Linked DNA regions of Hordeum vulgare: regions 1 and 3 are each linked to region 2. Evidence: chromatin contacts called from public Hi-C data. All regions are on one chromosome and are shown on one strand. Each heading gives the region's core, a stretch centred on a gene start, on an enhancer-like site or on the middle of the called end of the contact. The rest is flanking DNA. Distances are from core to core; before and after follow the strand shown.

Evidence for each region. A called contact is a pair of places that touch in the nucleus more often than the background predicts.
Region 1: a Hi-C map of seedling shows a contact between it and region 2, with 4 times the contacts expected there. The contact joins the promoter of LOC123407602 here to the promoter of LOC123407535 in region 2. A contact is called at or near these places in 2 of 6 Hi-C or Micro-C datasets (leaf and seedling) and 1 of 1 datasets of contacts at active chromatin or transcription factors (embryo).
Region 3: a contact with region 2 is called in a Hi-C map of leaf, with 4 times the contacts expected there. The contact joins the enhancer-like site here to the promoter of LOC123407535 in region 2.

Annotation. Positions count from the first base shown.
Region 1 is chr7H:394,294,286-394,298,742 of MorexV3_pseudomolecules_assembly, forward strand. LOC123407602 (tyrosine--tRNA ligase 1, cytoplasmic-like) reads right to left here and starts at 1,273. Exons shown (of 9, transcript XM_045100766.1): 1 at 871-1,273. The coding sequence starts at 1,167.
Region 2 is chr7H:395,037,682-395,042,287 of MorexV3_pseudomolecules_assembly, forward strand. It overlaps LOC123407535 (chaperone protein dnaJ 10), which reads left to right and starts at 2,775. Exons shown (of 10, transcript XM_045100699.1): 1 at 2,775-3,095; 2 at 3,182-3,257; 3 at 3,357-3,439; 4 at 3,544-3,700; 5 at 3,783-3,912; 6 at 4,016-4,174; 7 at 4,254-4,435; 8 at 4,524-4,604. The coding sequence starts at 2,809.
Region 3 is chr7H:394,079,499-394,084,052 of MorexV3_pseudomolecules_assembly, forward strand. No RefSeq gene overlaps it. Among protein-coding and RNA genes, the nearest start is that of LOC123409847, 14 kb to the right of the region's middle. Within about 2 kb of position 2,208, at least 3 of the 3 cell types and tissues checked have open chromatin away from gene starts, as enhancers often do. A contact at or near this core is called in leaf, where this site is marked.

The DNA of each region.
Region 1 (4,457 bases), core at 23-2,522, 740 kb before region 2:
ATGCCTATTCGTACTGAAACATCCGCATCCGAATCAAAATGGAAATTATCCGTATCCGAATTTATTTAACAAATAATAAAAAATGGTATGAGATTTTGACACAAATATGGATATGGAAGTAGATATATCCGTATCCGAATAAAAATGCAGGGAGGTAATTTTCAAAATGCTAGCACCAATACTCTAATTATCAAACATAAAAGCCAAATGAATGGTTAAATTTTACTCTTTGTATGATTAAACTTCGAAATTATTATGCGTTACAATAGTATTTATTGATAAGCCTATTTATCATTGACTTATCTTATGTCACAAGTTGATTATTTCATGTCACATAGCTATTGACTAATTTACTTAAGCAATATATCCCTATTATCCGTTCCGAATCAAGCAAACATCCGATACGGATCCGTATTCGAATAACATCTGAGCTGCATCCGTATCCGATAACATCCGTATACGCATTTGTATTCGTTTTGAAAATATGGAAACGGAAGTGGTAAGAGCACTATCCGGTCTGCATCCAATCCATTTCCACCCAAAATTCGACTACTCCCTAGTTTTTGCATAGCAGAAATAAGTAGGCTAGGCATACATCGAGTGTAAGCATCCAGCTAGGTGATACCATGCCAAGTGATGACCTCTCTTGTTTGGGTATTAAATTAGCTGCTCGTCAAGTAGAGTACTATTGTAGACACATATCACGACATCAACATGATAGTAACAACACACTTGATAGTCATATGCACTCGGAAATTTTGGGACCGATGTTAGTTGAAATACGAAATTCCTGTCCAATAACACTTCCTGCCCGAGTCGCACATTCTATCCGAAGTTAGAAGAGAGTAAGGCATTAAGTTCCCGTCGAACCTGGGCGATGTGCATGCGGCCGGAGGGCTCGAACCCGTCGTAGCAGATAGGGACGGGCTTGTTCTGCAGCAGCCGCTTGAGCTCGTCGGGCTGAATGCACTCCTCGCCGATGCTCATCAGCAAGTCGAACCGCTCGTCCAGGCTCAATCCCGCCACGCCCCCCACGAGGTCTTCGGCGGCGGCAGCGGAGGAGGAGGCTCTGTTGGAGGCCTCGGGAGCCGCGGAAGGTTCCATTGAAGCGGCAGCGGGGGCGGAGGCCTCTGCGTTGACGGCATCGGCAGCCACGGAAGAGTCCATGGAGGTGGCGGCGGTGCGGGTGGCGAATTTGGAGACAGCTAGGGTTTTACGCGGCTCAGATCGGGAGATGGATCTGTATCGTAGTTCTGCGCAGATGGGGGTCTCAAAGACGTGGCCCGCACATTCCCTTGAAAAACAAAAGACGTGGCCCGTAGGTGAGTGTAAGAGGCCGATCTACATGGGCCTAAGCCGAACATGGGCTACCTCGCACCTGGGTGTTCCTAGTTAACGCTTCAGGCGCCGGCATACGCATTGTACAATTGATCTAAAAAAAAAGGGCATTGTACCCCCTCCGAGTTTCTGAATATAAGTCTTTTTATAGGTTTCATTAGGGGACTAAAAGCGAATGTATATAGACATATTATAGAGTGTAGATTCATTCATTTTGCTCCGTATTTAGCCCTCTAATGAAATTGCTAAAAAGACTTATATTTAGGAACGGATGGAGTACAATTCAAGGTGCTTAGAAAAGATGCTTAATAAATAAATTATTTTTTAAACATCTCCCCTAATAATAAAGCGTGCAACGCTTCTGCCGTCCGTCATGGCGGTTTTGCAAAAAAGCCTCTGACATTTTGTGTATTCAACCCACATTTCCTTTTTAAGACTCTGGTATATATAAAGTTCCACATCTGTTTCAGCACATTCATGTACCTAGCCGAGTGGCAGACGCACCGAGAGTTTGCTGCACCACTAGCAGACCTGAGTTCGACTCTAGCATCGGTGTGTTTTTCTTTTCATATTGCTTCATTTTTTGTGTAAATTCAAATGCTTTTAAAATATTCATATCTTTTAAATCCTAACTTCAAATCTAACATGCTATATATGAAAATCACTCAGAAAAAAGTGAAGATTTCAAATATGCTATTATTTTGCATGTTACTTTCCTGTTTTTCCTTTCCTATTGCTTTATTTTTTGTGTAAATTCAAATGCTTTTAAAACATTCATATCATTTAAATCCTAACTTCAAATCTAACATGTTATATATGAAAATCGTTCAGAAAAAACTGAAGATTTCAAATATGCTATTATTTTGCATGTTACTTTCCTGTTTTTCCTTTCCTATTGCTTTATTTTTTGTGTAAATTCAAATGTTTTTAAAACATTCATATCATTTAAGTCCTAACTTCAAATCTAACATGTTATATATGAAAATCGCTCAGAAAAAAGTGAAGATTTCAGATATGCTATTATTTGGTCGCTCCGTTTGGTCGCTCGATCGCTAGAGCGTTGTTTGAACAGTCGCGGTACTGGTCAACTGTTGACTCATAAAAAAGAAAACAATTAAAAAAATCACAAACAACTGACATTTCAAAATGTTCATAGATTTTGAAATTTTTCATCCAATTTGAAAACAATCACGAATTTTGACAAAAGTTCTTAAATTTTGAAAATAAGCTCACCAAATTTGAAAAAAGTTCCATTTATTCTGAAAATTAGGTCACAAATTTAAAAAAATGATGGATTTTGAAAAACAAATCATCAAATTTGAAAAAAAACATCAATTTGGGAAAATGATCATTGAATTTGAAAAAAAATCATCGGGTTTTTTTAAAAGAAATCGTCGGTTTTGAGAAAAGTCCATCAATTTTTTTCAAAACTCTGTTCAGTTTGAGGAAAAGAAAAATTTTAAAAAATGAACCAAAAATATAAATGCAACTAAAAAATAGAAGAAGAAAAGAGTGAAGATGATGTAATTGAGCACATGTGGTGAGGCGGGTGGGGTGGTTAGTGCATGGTGCGAGCGATTGAAAATGATAGAAACGGATGCACATCCCCACGAACAACATCATGTGTTAGAGGGTGTAGGATAGAAAGTATGTCTAGAGGAGGTGATTAGACTACTTGACAAGATAAAAACTTAACATTTTTCCAATTTTTAGTGTGGGCTAGTTTTAGCAACTATGACTAGTCAAGTACATCCTATACATGCACATCTAAGAGTATAGCGGCGGAAAGTAAAACATGCGAGTGTAAAGTAAGGTAGGGTAGGGAGATCAAACGAAGAGGTTGACACGGCGATTTTTGGCATGGTTCCGATAGGTGGCGCTATCGTACGTCCATGTTAGTGGAGACTTCAACCCACGGAGGGTAACAGCTGCGAGAGTCCACGGAGGGCTCCACCCACAATGGATCCACGAAGAAGCGGCCTTGTCTATTCCACCACGACTTCCGTCCACACAGGACTAGCCTCATTCACGGTAGATCTTCACGAAGTAGGCGATCTCCTTGCCCTTACAAACATGTTGGTTCCACTCTACAACACGAAGTAGGAGGCTCCCAAACGACACATAACCAATCTAGGAGGCACCACCCTCCAAAAGGCAATAGATGTGGTAGAACAATGAACTCCTTCCTCTTGTGCTTCTAAAGGTAGTCTCCTCAACACCCAATCACTCTCTCTCTCTCTCATATTTGGCAGGGGTGGGAGAGATTGATCTTGTGGAAAGCAACTTTGGGAGGCTTGAAATCAAGGTTCAAATGGTAGAAATGGAATATCTTGATCTCAACACATGAGTAGGTGGATCTCTCCCTCAGAAAAATGAATTTGGCAATGAAGCGTGTGTTCTGAGTGAGAGGTAGGTGGAGGGGTATATATAGGCATCCTCCAAAATCCAACCGTCACACCGTAATTGACCAACTAAGTGACAAGGAAGTTAAAAACAGAGTGGTACCAACTTGCTCAAACGGTAGCAACTTCAAATCTTGGTGGAACCGATATACACAACTCGGTAGAACCGAAAGGGTGACTAACAATCAGATGGCACAACTCGGTGACACCGATACTCAAACTCGGAAATTTCGATTTTGTGTAGCGAGGAAACAGAAGGTTGGTCACTCGAACTCGGTAGCACCGATGCAGATTCGGTTGCACCGAAAAGGTAGGGTTTGGCTGGGATCTGTCTAAGTCTAAAATCAGTATGGCCGAGTGATACATGTTGGTAGCACTAATTTTGGATATTTGGCTTGGGACATATATATTTTGTGGAAGAGTGGCTGAGTATTTTTGGTGGCTAATCTAAGCACTTGAGCAACCAATTCACCATAACACCTCATCCCCTTTTAATAGTATTAGCTTTTCTATGGACTCAAATGTGATTTCTCACAAAGTGTAAAATGAAGAGTCTTCTTGCTTGAAGCACTAGTCAATCATGGTCCTTCATTCATCAAAGGGGCATCTCCAGTCAATCCTATAGCCAAAGCATCTTTGAACTTTTGTGAAATGTACTTGGATAAACTCATTGGTCCAATGATGCATATGTTGTGATTAATTGCCAAAACCACCTTA
Region 2 (4,606 bases), core at 1,525-4,024:
TAAGTTTCATCTGAATCGTGCCTAATGGATCATCCGTTGCACACAGTTTGTTCTATCAGCGACGGAGCTAGAACTATACCGTTTGCGATTGGTGGATCGCACACAGTTTGGTCAAAGGGTCTCAGATGCATGTGTCGCCTTAGGACCTTCCTGCGGTAGTGCAAGTTACTCTGGATATTGTGTTACCGAGTGGTCCCAGAGATATCTCTCTGTCATACGGAGTGGCAAATCTTAGTCTCAGTCCATACAACCCAACAAACACCTTCGGAGATACCTGTAGAGCACCTTTATGATCACCCACTTACGAGGCGATGTTTGGATACACACTAAGTATTCTTTCGGTGTGAGGGAGTTGTACGATATCATGGTCTAAGGAACACATACTTGACATGAAGAAAGTTGTAGCAATTAAACTATGTGATGCGATCATATGCTAAGCTTAAAGTTGGGTCTTGTCCATCACATCACTCTCCTAATGATGTGATCCCGTTATAAAACCACAACTCATGTCTATGGTTAGGAAACCTTAACCGTCTTTGATAAACGAGTTAGTCTAGTGGAGGCTCACTAGGGATATTGTATTATTTTATGTATCAACACATGTATTTAGTTTACGGCCAATACAATTCTAGCATGGATAATAAACATTTATCATGAACAAGGAAATGTGACAATAAACAATTTATTATTTCCTCTAGAGAATATTTCCAACAAACGCAAGGCCATCTCCCACGAAGACGGTGGTCGCCAGCTGCCAGCGGTGTATAGGTATCGACGTGGTTCAATTTTGTGTATAACCTAGTTGTGGCAAGCGAACAACATGCGCCGGGCTAGTTTACTTTAACAACGTCGGGTTAGTGGCCTTGGAGTTGTGGCGGATGTTGCAGGTCCTTTCACACTGTGTGGAGTGAGAGCGGCCAGATACACACTTCATCATGAGAGGTCTCATGATGGTAGTTTTGTTGATGTTTGGTGGGGAGATGTCCTACCCTTTCGCTAGTGTCACTCCGACCTGGCGTCGAGTACTGCCTAGAAAATTACCGGAAGATCTACTGCCAAGATGGTGATGGGAGCATCGCTTCAAGCCCGAGATGAAAACTCTTGTTCCGACCTTCATTGGTCGGGCTCAGTAGTGATAAACTTGTATCGTTACCATGATGAAGGCGTTATCTTTTTGCCGGTGTGATGACCTTTATTGGTTTGTCTCATCGGTTAGGATGGCAATTAGTATCCTTATTGTCTGTTACTAGACATGGCGATGAAGGCATAAGGGTATGTATCCTTATTGAAGGCGTTGTGTGGAAGAAGTCGACTTAGTCATGGATGAGAATTTCATATCTTGTAATGGTTTTGTTGTAATTGTCTCTGTTTATGCTCAGTTTGTTGATTTTTTGGCCTTGCCACCTTGCATCAACTTTAGTACAGATGGGTGCATGCGTCACAATGATGTAGAGGTCGAGGGTTTTCAACCTTCTCTTTGAAAAAAGAGAATGTATTAACTACATTGTTGAACTGGATTTAGTTGTGTTGTCCCAAAGGCAAGCGTGGGGTTTTAGAGACCATAGATGGCGTACTAGAGGCATGGTGAACCGTACAAACCTTGTGCGAGTGTCGAGACACTAATCCTATCTTATCATGTCTTATCTTAATTCTAGTGTTCACCTATATTTACAACTGTCCCAATCCTGTGTTTCAAAAGTAGGAACAATTTACTTCTTTTATCTTGATGCCTTTTCTATTAGATGGGCCGCTAACCGCGAATGAGCACCTGGTGGACTGTGGCAAGGAATGGCTTCTGAATGTTTGTCGATTTGTTTTGAGGTCTCTCGAGATATGGTAATCATGCTTATATGGCGTGTTTGACAATTACATAATGATTTGGTCCATGGTAAGGAGATCCCACATGCGCTTGTGACAATGATCTTCTTGGACAACTATTACAAATCAATTGGTGATGCCTGGAAGTATAGCACTGTCGATATTCTGGATGGTAAGATGCCGGCCTACGAGGCTTCGAGGCCGTCGACACCAAATCCCTCTACGTGTACACGGACCCTCAATGGCTGGCACTGCCGTTGGGGTAGGTGGCCCTTTTGATGGATTGCTCATTCTCGGAGGGTACATAATGGTGGGCATGATTCCTAGGAAGCACGACGGCATAGTCATTTTTGCAGTTTGCTGGTATATTTCCAATTATAATGACTCTTTGAAGGTGGAGCTGTGCGTGATCATGCATGTTATAACACCGGCTGCACAAAATACCTCCCTACGAGTCATCATTCAGTCGGATTCTACTGAGGCACTTACAAGTTTATCTTCTAATGGTCTCTCTCGCTTTGATATGGTTATGTAGTGGCGGAGATAAAAGCAACACCGAGAATATGGAGTTTATTTCTTAAAAACTTTGTCATGAACAAAATAATGTGACAGATTGTTTGGTCAAGCATAGTCGCTTAAAATATATCACGGTTATGTGGTTAGACCAGTGACCGCGTTGTATCATGAAACTTTTGCCTCTCGACCGTAACACCATAAGTATGGAATAAAACTCCTTTTTATCCGAAAAAAGATGTGATTATAACGTTTATCCCTCGTTTGGAAGTAAGTTCTGATCTAACTGGGGACACAAGCAAAGATACATGAATTAAGAGTAAAATGAACTCTTGATCCGTTGCTCCCCGTAGAAAGAAGGGACATGTAGAAAGGAAAACGCAGTGCCACGTTCCATTCGACCACCACTGCCGCCCGGCGATTAGTTTAATGCTCCCCCCGGCCGCGCCGCGCTGTGCGTCACTGGAAAGATAAAAGATGGCCCGCTGGCCTGTTTGGGGTGGCTCCCCACCTCGTTGCGCAATGAATGGTGATGATGCGGGTTTCCTTTACTCATTCTTCCTCCACCAGACCACCACTCCGTGGTTCGTCGTGCTCCCTTCCATTCCATGCTCTGCTCTGGTGGTTTCCTGTTCCGTTCCGGGAGTGTTCTTCTTTGACAGGGAGCGGCTGCCGCCATGGCGAAGGAGACCGAGTACTACGACGCGCTCGGCGTCAGCCCCGCCGCCTCGGACGACGAGATCCGCAAGGCCTACTACATCAAGGTCCCCGTTTTTCCTGCCTGCCCAGCACATTGTCGCTTTCCGCTAGCTTGCTGATTTGGAGGTTTCGTTTCCTGTCCTGTCTTCAGGCGAGGCAGGTGCACCCTGACAAGAACCCCGACGATCCGCAGGCGTCCGACAAGTTTCAGGTTCTCGCCACATCTGGTTCGACTCAAGTCGATATTGTAGCAGGATCGGTTGGTTTGATTCCTTTGGTGGGTGGGTGTTGAGCTTCTTCTTGTTGTTATGGTACTATGTATGCAGGCTCTTGGAGAGGCCTACCAGGTCCTGAGCGACCCTTTGCAGAGAAAGGCCTATGATGGCTATGGCAAGAGTAGCATATCCAGGTGTCTGCCCTTCCCCAGTTGATCCCATTCCCATCCCAGATGAAACTCGGTTCGGGAGCAGTAATTCAAGCCTCACTCTGACAATATATTTCTGTGTTTTTCAGGGACAACATTCTGGATGGTGCTCTGGTCTTCACCCTCCTGTTCGGGAGCGAGCTGTTCGAGGACTACGTTGGACATCTTGCAATGGCAACAATGGCTTCCTCAGAGATGGCCAGTGGCTACAACAACAACGCCGAGAAGCTCCAGGACAGGCTCAAGGTAGGCACATAGCTCCGGCTGCCCAAAACGTGCACATATCATGTTTTTTACCGCACTCTAAAAAAACACTGCTGCGATGAAGGGTGTACAAAGGGAACGAGAAGAGAAGCTAGCTAGGTTCCTCAACAAGTTCCTCTCGCAGTATGTCAGCGGCGACACGGAGGGATTCGCTCATCGTGCCGAATCTGAGGCCAAAAGGCTTTCCAGCACTTGTCAGTATGATGATCCCTACGAACTACGTAGTACTCTAGTACAGTTGTCTTGTTCCCTCCATGGTTTTCATCTGAATCTTTGTGTAATGGTTTCTGCTTACAGCATATGCGCTAGACATTCGTCGCACCATAGGGTACGTTTACTCCCGACAAGCCGCCAAGGAGCTTGGCAAGAAGGCCATGTACCTGGGAGTTCCATTCCTGACCGAGTGGGTGAGGAACAAGGGCCACCTCTGGAGGTCACAGATCACAGCAGCCAAAGGTGAAAACATTCGCAATGGTTGCCATGGTTGTGATGGTTGAAGTTGCCGACTGATTAAGGGGCGAAGAGAACAATGCAGGAGCTCTGCAGCTGCTGCAGCTGCAAGAGGAGGCATGCCGGCAGAGCGCCAAGGACGGCGGTGCTGCCACCGAGAAGGACGTCGACATGCAGATGAGAATGAACAAGGACCTGATGATGAGCTCAATCTGGAAGCTCAACGTTGTGGATATTGAAGTCACGCTCTTGCATGTCTGTGAAATGGTATGCGCGTCTTCTTTACTGAAATACTCCCATATTAATTTGTTTCTGAACATAAATATGATTTGACAAGTTTTTGACTTCTTCTCAGGTGTTGCATGAAAATAATGTCAAGAAAGAGGATCTTAAAGCCCGTGCAATGGCCTTGAGAAATCTCGGAAAAATATTTCAGGT
Region 3 (4,554 bases), core at 958-3,457, 960 kb before region 2:
AAGAGGACACCGTCACTCGATAAAAACTTGAAACCCAACGTATGGCATGAAAATAACAAAACATTTGTAAAGGTCAGGATCTTAAAGGGGCTCCTCGGATGACCGACATGTAAAATCTCAAGATACACTTTAGCAATCCTCGAGATCGAAGACGAGAAGATTTTTTGAACCAGCTATCAAGAACAAAGACAAAGAATAGTTTGGAAGAACGGGGAGCGTCACCACTTGAAGACCGGTTTAAGGGGCTACTCATGAAGTCTTGGATTAGGGGGTACTCACTACATCATCTCCCGACCAGGTGGGTCGGGCCGTGGACCTCCATGGCGGTTCACTAATGGGCTACTTCGGACAGCCCTTGAAGCATACAAGGAAGATTCAATAAAACTTGACGCACAAGACAAGCACTCTTCCAAACCATGAGCCTCCGGTGGATTATATAAACTGAGGACATGCTAGTCAATAGATCATTACATCTAATATTCGATAGATTCATACACATAAAATCTTGTGGTTGATACATGTACATTCTACTGTACCCCATAGCAATACAATCAAAAACAGGATTTAGGATATTATTTCTTAGAGTGACCCCGAAAACCTAGGTAATTTTTTATGTCCATGTTACCATGGCTCCAAGACACCTAGATTAAAATATGTTGGATTTAGCACCGAGACCGATGCAAACACCATTGATTGGATAAAGATTGGTTGATCTTTGGAATGCAAACACCAATACATTGCCTCACTAAGAACATCTACAAAGGAACTTGGCAAATCCGACCCCTCAAACGTCCGGGGCGCAGACAGTGACCTGTCAAGCCTCAAATAATGCATTTTACAACTCGATACCTCAAATTAGAAACCACAAATCTATACTATTACATGCAACGTAAAATTATATTTAAGCGGAGCTCGTCCACCTCCATCGTGCCCATGTCCAGAGGCCGACTGCACTCCCCAGAGTGTTGGTCCGGTCGCCAATGAGGTAGAGTAGGATATGGGACACTAGACGGATCACGGGTCAAGCTCCCGTTGTCTCTCATGCCCTATTTTTCTCGTCGGAGCTCGCAACACAGACGGTACCGATGGACGTGAGATCGATGATGCATCTTTCCTGGGGAAGTCGACGTCCACCATGACACGTTCATGGCACACGCACTAATTCACCATATGGGCGTTGGAGAATGCGATTCCGCCTCGCCAATGTCAATCGCCGTAAGGGCTTCCGCCCCTCCCATCCCTGTTGCCTCGCACAGTGGACACGTTGCGCCATGTTTGCGTCAGAAGACGCACATGGCGCGTCTTCTAGCTCAGTGCGCTAACATAGGGGTTGCGTGTATGCCTTTGCGTTCAGACACCACACGGTCTGCACCGCCTCCAGTAAGGCAGCGATGGATGATCCATGCACCTGTTGGGCCAAAACAATGGATTTTCGATGAAAGGAGTTTGAGCGCTGCCGTCGGGCGGCCACCACCTGGGAGCGGCGGAGCGCAAGCCAAACGGCCATCTCCTCATCGGGACCACGTGGAATGAGATCATGGTCGGCGGATCTGGAGGTGTAGGACTCGGATCCGTTGTCCGTCGTGCCGGAGAAGGCCGTGGATCACCGAACGGAAGCTTGGATGGCGGAGTGGAGTGGTGGGGAGTGAAGTGAAATGGGTAGGGTTGGTCCGGAAAGAGGATCAAAACAAATATATAAGGCATCGGGTGGGCCAGCATGGGCCGAGTCCAACGTGACCGACGCGTCCAGTCATGCTCGTACCTCCACATATCCTCTTATATTTAAACTGGATATGAGGGATGTAGGTCAATTCAAATATTTAAAACCGTTAAAAGCGTCTACTTAAATTACATTTTTATGACCGGTCATTAATGAATCATCCCTTTGGACATTTGGAACGGGTTTGGGTGACCGGCTGTAGGTGCTCTAACGAGGCCGCAATGGCCACAGCTGAAAGAGATGGAGCCATGAGATTTTACTCTGCCCGACGCCACCATTATTAGGAGTAGCATAAATAACTACAGTACATTTCAAGCATCGATCCGGGGTTTCTCCCGTTTCCTGCCGCCACACCGGCAACCAACAAAGCAGAACGTGGCCGCCTCCTCGTTCTGCTGGTGAGAATTGCAAGTTGTCTCTGTTCTGTCTCTGGTCCAGTATCTATCTGTTGTCGTGATCCTGTAGTGGCTTTCGTAAGAAGGCACTTACCAATGGGATGGGGCGTCTATATGAGCTAGTTGATATATCGCGTGACACGCATGAACAACCTTCCAACATCACAGTTTGTTAGGCTTTGAAATCTAGCAAAGCAAACGGACCGACAGTTCCAAGCTCACTTGCTCACTCCCACTAGTATAAGATTTATTATACGATATTGTTGGAAAATTCAGAACCGACAGTCTTGAGTGATGGTGTCAATGGCACTCTTCCATATACTTCTTCCACATTAGTTGTCGTTGGTTGTAGCAAGTACTCCCTCCGTTTTTAAATATAAGTCTTTTTAGACATTTCAGTAATAAACTAGATATGGATGTATATAGACATACTTTAGAGTGTACATTTAATAATTTTGCTTCGTATGTAGACCCCTAGTGAAATAGTCTAAAAGACTTATACTCCCTCCGTTCCTAAATATAAGACCTTTTAGAGATTACATTATGGACTACATACGGATGTATATAAACATATTTTAGAACATAGGTTCATTCATTTTGCTCCGTATATAGTCCATAGTAGAATTTTTAAAAGGTCTTATATTTAGGAACGGAGAAAGTATTTAGGAACGAAGGGATATGTTTTTCTCTATTTCTAGCAGTGACGATGACATAACAAACGTGTTTTTTCATTTTTCTACTAGGAGTGACAATGACAGAACAAGGTTCCAAACATTTTTGTGTCCATCCATATGGGATCTTCCTTTCAATTTCAAGGCCATGTGTGGTTGTCTGAGGCCCAACTAGACACCGTGCGGTATGAGATTTTAGCGTTTGATGGTATGCATTCACTGTTTGACCTGTATTGCACGCAGCATAAAACATCTCTAGCCCTATATGCAGGAAAACTGCCAAATTGACCATTTTTCGCAAGCCAGTCCCGGACGATGCAATCTACAGCACTTGGGAGCAGCATGTAAGTGAGTTTGCACGTCTTCTGTTATAATCTCCTCCTTAATCTTTTTGAGAGAATTCCTTATTTGGTCCATTTTTAAAGTTTGCTTCTTTATTTGGCCCAAAAAAATTATTTCCCGTATTTGACATCCAATGTAAAATTTGGCCCACTTTCGTCTATTTTGACCATTAACGATGCTAAGTGTTGTGCGAAAAGATCATTCTATCCCTAACGTTATACATGGCTAAAACAATATTGTTGGTTTCTTTAGCATGACAGACTGACAGACAACCCTGTCAAATCGTGTGACCTCACACGCTCCCAACTGCCTAGCCATGACAAATACTTCCTCCGTTCTTAAATATAAGTTTTTTAAGAGATTTTACTAATTGACTACATACAGAGTAAAATGAGTTAATTTATAGTTTAAAGTATGTATATATACATTTGTATGTAATTCCTTAGTGGAACCTTTAAAAAGAATTATATTTAGGAATGGAGGGAGTATATACCAGTACTTCAAATATAAACACGGTATGCGCAACTTTAGCACAACCAGCGTACTGTTTCCTGCTGCATATGTGATACTCCCTCCATTCGAAATTACTTGTCGTACAAATTTACAAAAATAAATGTATCTAGAGATAAAATAGATCTAGATTCATCCATTCATGTGACAAATATTTTCGGACGGAGGGAGTACGTATGTACATGCTGTCAACCTAGTGCACGAGGTGGTGCTGCTCCTAGCTAGCTAGCTAGCTCGTTGACGTAGGCCAATGCAAGTACATATGCACCAGCGGCGGCTTGTTGGAGTTAATCACAATAAACTTGATTCAGTAGTTCAGTTCAACCAGTTCGGTGAAACAAATGAACGATCTTTTTTTCAGCTTTGTATAGCATCAGGGGTATAATAATCTTTTCAGGTTGCATTAAGACTGTTTGTGGTCAAACTAGACAAAAATGTCATATAGGGAACAAATTTTACATTGGCAGTCAAATAAGGAAGAAAAAACTTGTTTTGACCAAATAGAGAAGCAACCTTTAAAAAAGGGTCAAATAAGGAATTCTTTCAAAAAATTTATCCAACCTACACATGAGATAAGGTGTACATGATTCCATTCTGACGATTGGTCTGCAGTGTTGTTCATTGTAAATGTTTAATTTTGTGTTTGCATTTAAAGCTATTTTGAATGAATTTTGTAATCCGTTTGAAACTTTCTTTGACCAGTAGCTTCATTTCACAGTTTCACATGATTTTCATCTTGCATATTTTATGTTTCGACGATTATAGATCTACATCTTTCTCGTGTACTACATATGCATATGTGTGGTCTGATTTAGTGACACCTTTTAATCTTGTTGACACATCTCTTCTAATTGTTTCTTTCAGCCTCTTCTCCCGTCGTCCTGCTACATTAACGTCATCTTTGACGTCGTTTCTT